2 separate regions of the Mus musculus genome follow, and region 2 is linked to region 1. Evidence: chromatin contacts called from public HiCAR-type data. All regions are on one chromosome and are shown on one strand. Each heading gives the region's core, a stretch centred on a gene start, on an enhancer-like site or on the middle of the called end of the contact. The rest is flanking DNA. Distances are from core to core; before and after follow the strand shown. Region 1 holds the start of Selenow (selenoprotein W). Region 2 overlaps Dact3 (dishevelled-binding antagonist of beta-catenin 3).

Region 1 (2,966 bases), core at 291-2,790:
ACTGAATTTAGCCTGTTGGAGATGCCCAACGAGGACACAGAAGGTTCCTGGTTATCTTCACTGAGTTCTCCCCACCACACACAGCAGATTCTGGCTCTCATTCTTTCCAGGAGTCCAAGTGCATGAACAAGCATCCTTTTAGGGAAATACAGTTTTCTTACTGCTTTTAGGCCTCTGAATCCTCAGTTGCCAACGCACTCCTATGAAGTCAAATGGGGAGTGAATGATTCAAATTTCATTTTTCTGTGGGTAGAATCACAGCCCATCATCTGTGTGCAGGGTAGGGTACTGATGGGGAACCAGAGGGCTAGGTGGGAAAATTTCCTTATTTGGTCCCTAGTTAACCATTGGCGGGGATAGCCGGTTGAAGTCAATTAAAGAAGTCAGGTGACAGATAAACATCTCTGCTGGTGAGCCATCCTTGGTGGTGGTGGTGGTGGTGGTGGGAAAGTAGAGAGAGGGGAGGGAGGGGGTGGGCATGCCATTGCCGTTTGTTCATAGGGTGTGGAGGATAAGAAACTAGAGAGCAAAAAAATTCTGTGGGAATGACTATCTCCTGTTATCTGTCCAGCTTTCAAGGAGGAGAAAGTGAGGCTCAGGAATCCTAAACTCAAATATTTTGTCCACTTTTACCTTTTTCTCCCCCTTGAGACGGTCTCTCATGTCTGTCCTGGAACGCTCTACGTAGGCTAGACTGGCTTCGAACCCACAGAGATTTCTTGACTGCTGGCATTAAAGGCAACGCCTGGATTTTTTGTTTCGAGACAACTGCTCATGTAGCCCAGACTAGCGTCAAACTCCCTGTGTAGCAAGGATAACCTTGAACTCAGTCCTTCAGTTTCTTCTTCCCAAATGCTGGGATTACAGGCTTGTACCACAGCCCCCAGATAACAGTGTGCTAGGGACCCAAACTAGGGCTTTATACATGGTAGGCAAGTTCTCTACCAACTGCGCTACAGTCCAAGCCCCATTCCAGGACTTTCTATATATCCTTCTGCTGGAAGGCAGCTGGAAGGGAGCGGGAAGGCGCAAAAAGAGGGGTTGCATGGTTTTGGGGGTGCGCAGGGGGTCTGTCGGTGGTGAGACAGCTGGACCTAAAGCGCACACTGGGACTCCTAGTTTCAGTTTTCCAGACCTAAGGTTCATTTAGTCTGGTCCAGTTAGCGCTGGGGAGGAGGGATCCATCCCAATTGCCTGTCTCCCAATGCGTCGATTTCCCTGCCCTGCCCCTCTCAGCCACTCTGTAACTGAACTTCAGTCTCAACCAATTCTCTGCCTCGAGCCACCGCCCTGAGGACTGAACCATTATGGCATAGAGAAGGGACGGCGAGGGGCTCTCAGGTTACTGGTCCCAGAGACGCTGTCTATGGAGACAACCCCAGATATCAAGAGAACCCCAGATATCAAGATATCATGGAGTCTTGCGTTGAGGTTCGCGCCCCTGGCCACAGACCCCGCCGTGCTCCGGAACCTCGGTCCTCCCGTAGCTCTGCCCACTCTCCACCCCCGCACTTGGTTTGCTCTGACTCGTGAGGCAGTCGGCTGTGCGCACGGCCCCACGCTCAGAGCTTGAGGTCCTTGTTGCTTGTGGGTCGGGTCCTCGTGTTGTGCGGGGATGCGACGTGCAGCTATGGCGCTCGCCGTTCGAGTCGTGTATTGGTAAGTCCGGGTGACTGCAGTTCCCCCTTTTCCTGCTCCCGGCTCGTTGTGCCCTTTCTCTGCTCCCCAACCTTTGTGCCAGGAGACCCTCTCCCACCCTTTTCTTTGCCCCTCCCCCTATCTACCAGGGTCTGGTAACCGAGTACGATGACTGTATTTCAGACCCAAAGGGAGGGATTTCCAAGCGGGTGGGATGGAGGTAACAGAGACTTGAGCCCGATCCCTGGCATCTGACATCTGAGTGACATCTCACCAGTGAAAATGGAAACTGATACTTGGGGCCACTTTGAACACGTGACTCAGCGCTGAGGGGAGGGGAAGGGTAGCATCGGGTTTCTCTGGGGACCTTTCCTTCCCGACAGGCTGTTTCCCTTCCCCCTCACTGAGCGGCATGAGTTAGAGAATACAAGGTGTGGTGTAGTTGGGGGTTTACTCATAAGCGCTGTTGGGAGGTCTGGGGATGTCCCGTACCTGGATTGTAGTGTGAGTTAACAGTGGTCGCACCTCCCAGTGTGTACATGAAAAGGGCGAACTGAGTCACGGAGTGGTGGTGTTGATGCACACTTTTAATCCCAGCATTCGGAAGTAGAGGCAGGTAGATAGTTCCAGGCCAGCTAAGCTGCTTGTTAGAGGCAACCGGGGTGATGTAGTAAGACCCTGTGCCCCGAAAAGAAAAAGTAATATAGGATAGATTGTAGGGTGAGGGTGTAGCTCAGTGGTAGAGTGTTTGCATGAGATGCACCAGATCCTGGGTTCGGTTCCCAGCAATACAAATAACAAAACAAAAAACTCTTACTGGTTTCTGATCAGTGAGTGCCGGTGCTGTTAACCCCAGTTCTTTTCTGGCCTCAGTTTCCCCTTCTGTAGTGTGAAGGAGGTGATGATGTTGGTTAGTTACCTGCCAGCGCTATTAATTGTGCCCCTGCTAGAGGCAGGCGTAGAAAGACCAGCCATTTTCTCTTGATGACTTTTTCCTCCATCTGCATCTGATAATCAGCTGGCTTGCAGTAAGTGATTGAAAAGTGCTTGCTGAATGGATTCTGCACCCCTGAAGTCCATTGAGGGGCTCTCCAGCCATTCTGTCTCCATCTTACAGGGGAGGAAACTGAGGCTGGAAATGAGGCAGGGCCAGCCTGAGGTCCTACTACCGATAACCCTGTAACTTGAATCTGGGGTCCGTGGTCCACCTAGCTGGGTGTGGCCTCCTCCCTCCCAACCCCCTTGAGGGGTCTGATCAGGCCCTAGTTATCAGGATGTCTTTCAACAGCCTGCTTTGATAAATTGAGGCTCCCATGAGGCCACTGCAC
Region 2 (2,966 bases), core at 129-2,628, 960 kb before region 1:
TATTTACCTATGTCTGTAGGTGACTCTGTGTGTGTGTGTGTGTGTGTGTGTGTGCATGTGTGTACACCTGTACTTGAGTGCAGAGGTCAGAGGTCAGAGGTCAGAGGAGGGTGTCAAGTGCACTCTATCACTCTCTGTCTATTCCTGTGAGGCAGAATCTCCCCCTGAACCTGCGCCTCAGGTGCTCAGTGACTTTCCTGTCTCCACCCTCTTGAGAGCTGCAGTTAGAGACACATATAAGACATTCTGCTTCCCATGTGGTGATGGGATTCGAACTCATGATTGTGCAGCAAGAGCTCTTAACCACGGAACCATCTCTCTAGCTTCATTCGCCTAGTTTTTTGAGGCAGAGTCTCACTTTCTTAGGCTAGCCTTGTTCTGATGAGCTCCACAACCCTCCTGACTCTCCCAGGCTCACCCCAGCCTCTTGCCTGGCTTCTTAGGTGGGTCCCGGAGACTCAAAGTCAGCTCTTTCATGCTCAACTGGCAGGCACCTTATTGAGACAAAGTCCCTAGATGTACCCCAGCCCCTTTTTGAGCCAGAGTCTCACTCGCACAAAGCCCAGGCTGGCCTCAAACTTGCCCTGTATGGGGAGTATGACCTTGAACCCATAACCTTCTTGCCTGCACCTTCTAGTAGGATGTTGCTGGCACATGACACAGTACATGAGGGCTTTAAGTTCAGGTCTTCTTGCTGTGGGAGAATTCAGTGGTAAAGGTCGGGGTGCGAGGGTGCGGGAGCAGGCAGATCCAAGGGTGGTCTTGAGGCTGCCTCATCAGTTTTGACCCTCTTTTCGGGAGGTACTACACTTCCCTTTATCACCAATGGGAAGTTCTTACGGAAGTTCCCCCTTAGTGCTCCCTGCTGCTGCAGCAGACTGGCAACCTCATATAACAAACAAGCAGTGCAATTCAAACGCCTCACAATTCTTCCCTTCAGGAGGAGCCACACCCTTCGTGCCTCCTGTAAGTCCCTCTGTAAATCTAGCCTTCCTGGTGGCCTCAGCAGTGAGCACAGACCAAGGCACTCGGGACTGGGATGGGGGATGGAGCTAAGTTGGAAGAGTGACTGCCTAGCAGGAAACTCTGGGTTTAGTCCCCAGTATTGTATAAAAGACCTGTAGTCCTAGCACTGACCAGGGAGGTAGAGGCAGAGGATAAGGAGTTCAAAGCCATTCTTGTCTACCTACTGAGTCTGAGGGCAGCCCGGTCCACAAGACCCTGTCTCTACAATTTAAAAAAAAAATCTAGGATTTTATCTTATTTTGGAAGCCACAGAGGCAGGGCCAGGGAATGTCTCACAGGGGACTCAGTGAGACCAGAGGTAGCGGCTGCCAGGGGCAGACAGTTGACCCTCAGACAAAAGCGGCTTGTCTGGAAGCTGGCGGGAGGGCGGGGCCAGCACCCAGCCCTGCCTATTTAGGGCAGAAAGACTGGCCTGGCTCTAGGCAGCAGCCACAGTCCTCCCCCACCCCCCAGCCCTTGTCTCCTCCAGGCCTGGCCTCTTCCCCTCCCAGAACAGAAAGAAACCCCCATGTGGCCCTGTCTGTGCAATGAAGGTCAACAAATGTCCCCCACTCTGGGTGCACTTGGATGCCCGTGGCCTAATCAATCAACCTTAACTTAAAAAGAAAAAGAAAAAAGAAAAGTTTGTGCATATACTATCAGGAGGCATCTGAGGAAAAAAATATACAAAAACCCCACAGGCTGCCATCAACTGCCTGTGTCATGTTCCAAGTGGACCAGACTGGTCTGCTGCTTGGCCCTCTGGTTACCATGGCCCTCTGGTTACCACTGCATTCGGTGTGCAACATGACCCTCGCCCCCTACACACACACACACACACACACACACACACACACACACACACACACACACTGCTTGGGCTTTTCTGATGTGATCTCCCATCCTCTGCCTTTTAAAAATAGTCCCTTTGCCATTCTGCACCCTGTCGTTCTCCCTTTTCTCATGCTTCCTCACGCACATGCACAAAAAGTGTCACTGGTTTATCATGTCTCCCAATAAGAAGTGATTTCTCACTAGGACAGAGGTTTTATGTTCACAGTGGCACTCTTCTCCCTTGGGCTTAGAACTTAGGAAACGTCTGATGAATGAATACTAGAATGTTCGTGGTGGAATACTACACAGTTGTTAAGAGGGATGAAGGCAGATTTTTCTGTGATACAGTACTGAGCAGAGAAAGGACATGCAGGGGAGGGAGGAAGCCAGAATCACAGTCACAGGGACACATTCTTTAAAATGTGCCATCCTGTAACTTCATCATGATGGGAGCAGAGCAGACTTCACTTAAGCGAAGACAACTACAACGCCATCATCTTTTTTGGGTTTGGAGACAGTTTCAGGTAGCCAAGGCTGACCTTGCACTCTCTATGTAGCCAAGGATGACTCACTTTCAATCTTCCTGCCTTCATCTCCAGAGGGCCCGAGTGCTCAGATGAGAGCACTCCTGAGTGCAGACCCAGTGGTGATGATCTAATGGGGGGGCCACCATTCTATATGCTGCACTGCCGACAGGAGTTGGCAATGGTCCTAAGTCCGGCCAAACATGGGGGCTCTTCAAAACCCAAAGTTGGCAAGTCCCAGCTTGTGAGCTTCTGGACATACCTAGATTTGAACCCCCAAATTTGCATTATCTAACCATTTCCATACCTGGTGTCACTTCTGGCTGGACCCCATTTCGAGGACCATGGGCAAAGTCTTGGGACCTCACCCAAGAAACTGGACTTTTATAAAACAGCAAAACCTTCGAGACAAGCCAGGGGTGGGGTTTGACATTCTTCAGTGCTCTGGGAAGCAGACAGGAGCAAAGTTCAAAGCCTGTCTAGGAATCAGAGAATCCCAGCCTCAAAAAGAGGGCTAGGGCCAGACAAGATACAGAAGCAGGTGGATCCCTTTGAGTTCCAGGCCAGCCAGGGGTTACACACTGAGATCTTGTCTCAAAAACT

Evidence for each region. HiCAR-type assays count read pairs that join an accessible place to other places.
Region 2: a HiCAR-type map of astrocytes shows a contact between it and region 1, with 2.9 times the contacts expected there. The contact joins the enhancer-like site here to the promoter of Selenow in region 1. A contact is called at or near these places in 3 of 39 promoter capture datasets (cranial neural crest, hippocampal neurons and liver) and 2 of 115 datasets of contacts at active chromatin or transcription factors (astrocytes and bone marrow-derived macrophages).

The regions. Positions count from the first base shown.
Region 1 is chr7:15,920,945-15,923,910 of GRCm38.p6, reverse strand. It overlaps Selenow (selenoprotein W), which reads left to right and starts at 1,540. Exons shown (of 6, transcript NM_009156.2): 1 at 1,540-1,659. The coding sequence starts at 1,631.
Region 2 is chr7:16,878,788-16,881,753 of GRCm38.p6, reverse strand. All of the region lies in intron 1 of Dact3 (dishevelled-binding antagonist of beta-catenin 3), which reads right to left. Among named protein-coding and RNA genes, the nearest start is that of Dact3, 5.0 kb to the right of the region's middle. Within about 2 kb of position 1,378, at least 108 of the 459 cell types and tissues checked have an H3K27ac peak or open chromatin away from gene starts, as enhancers often do. A contact at or near this core is called in astrocytes and bone marrow-derived macrophages, where this site is marked.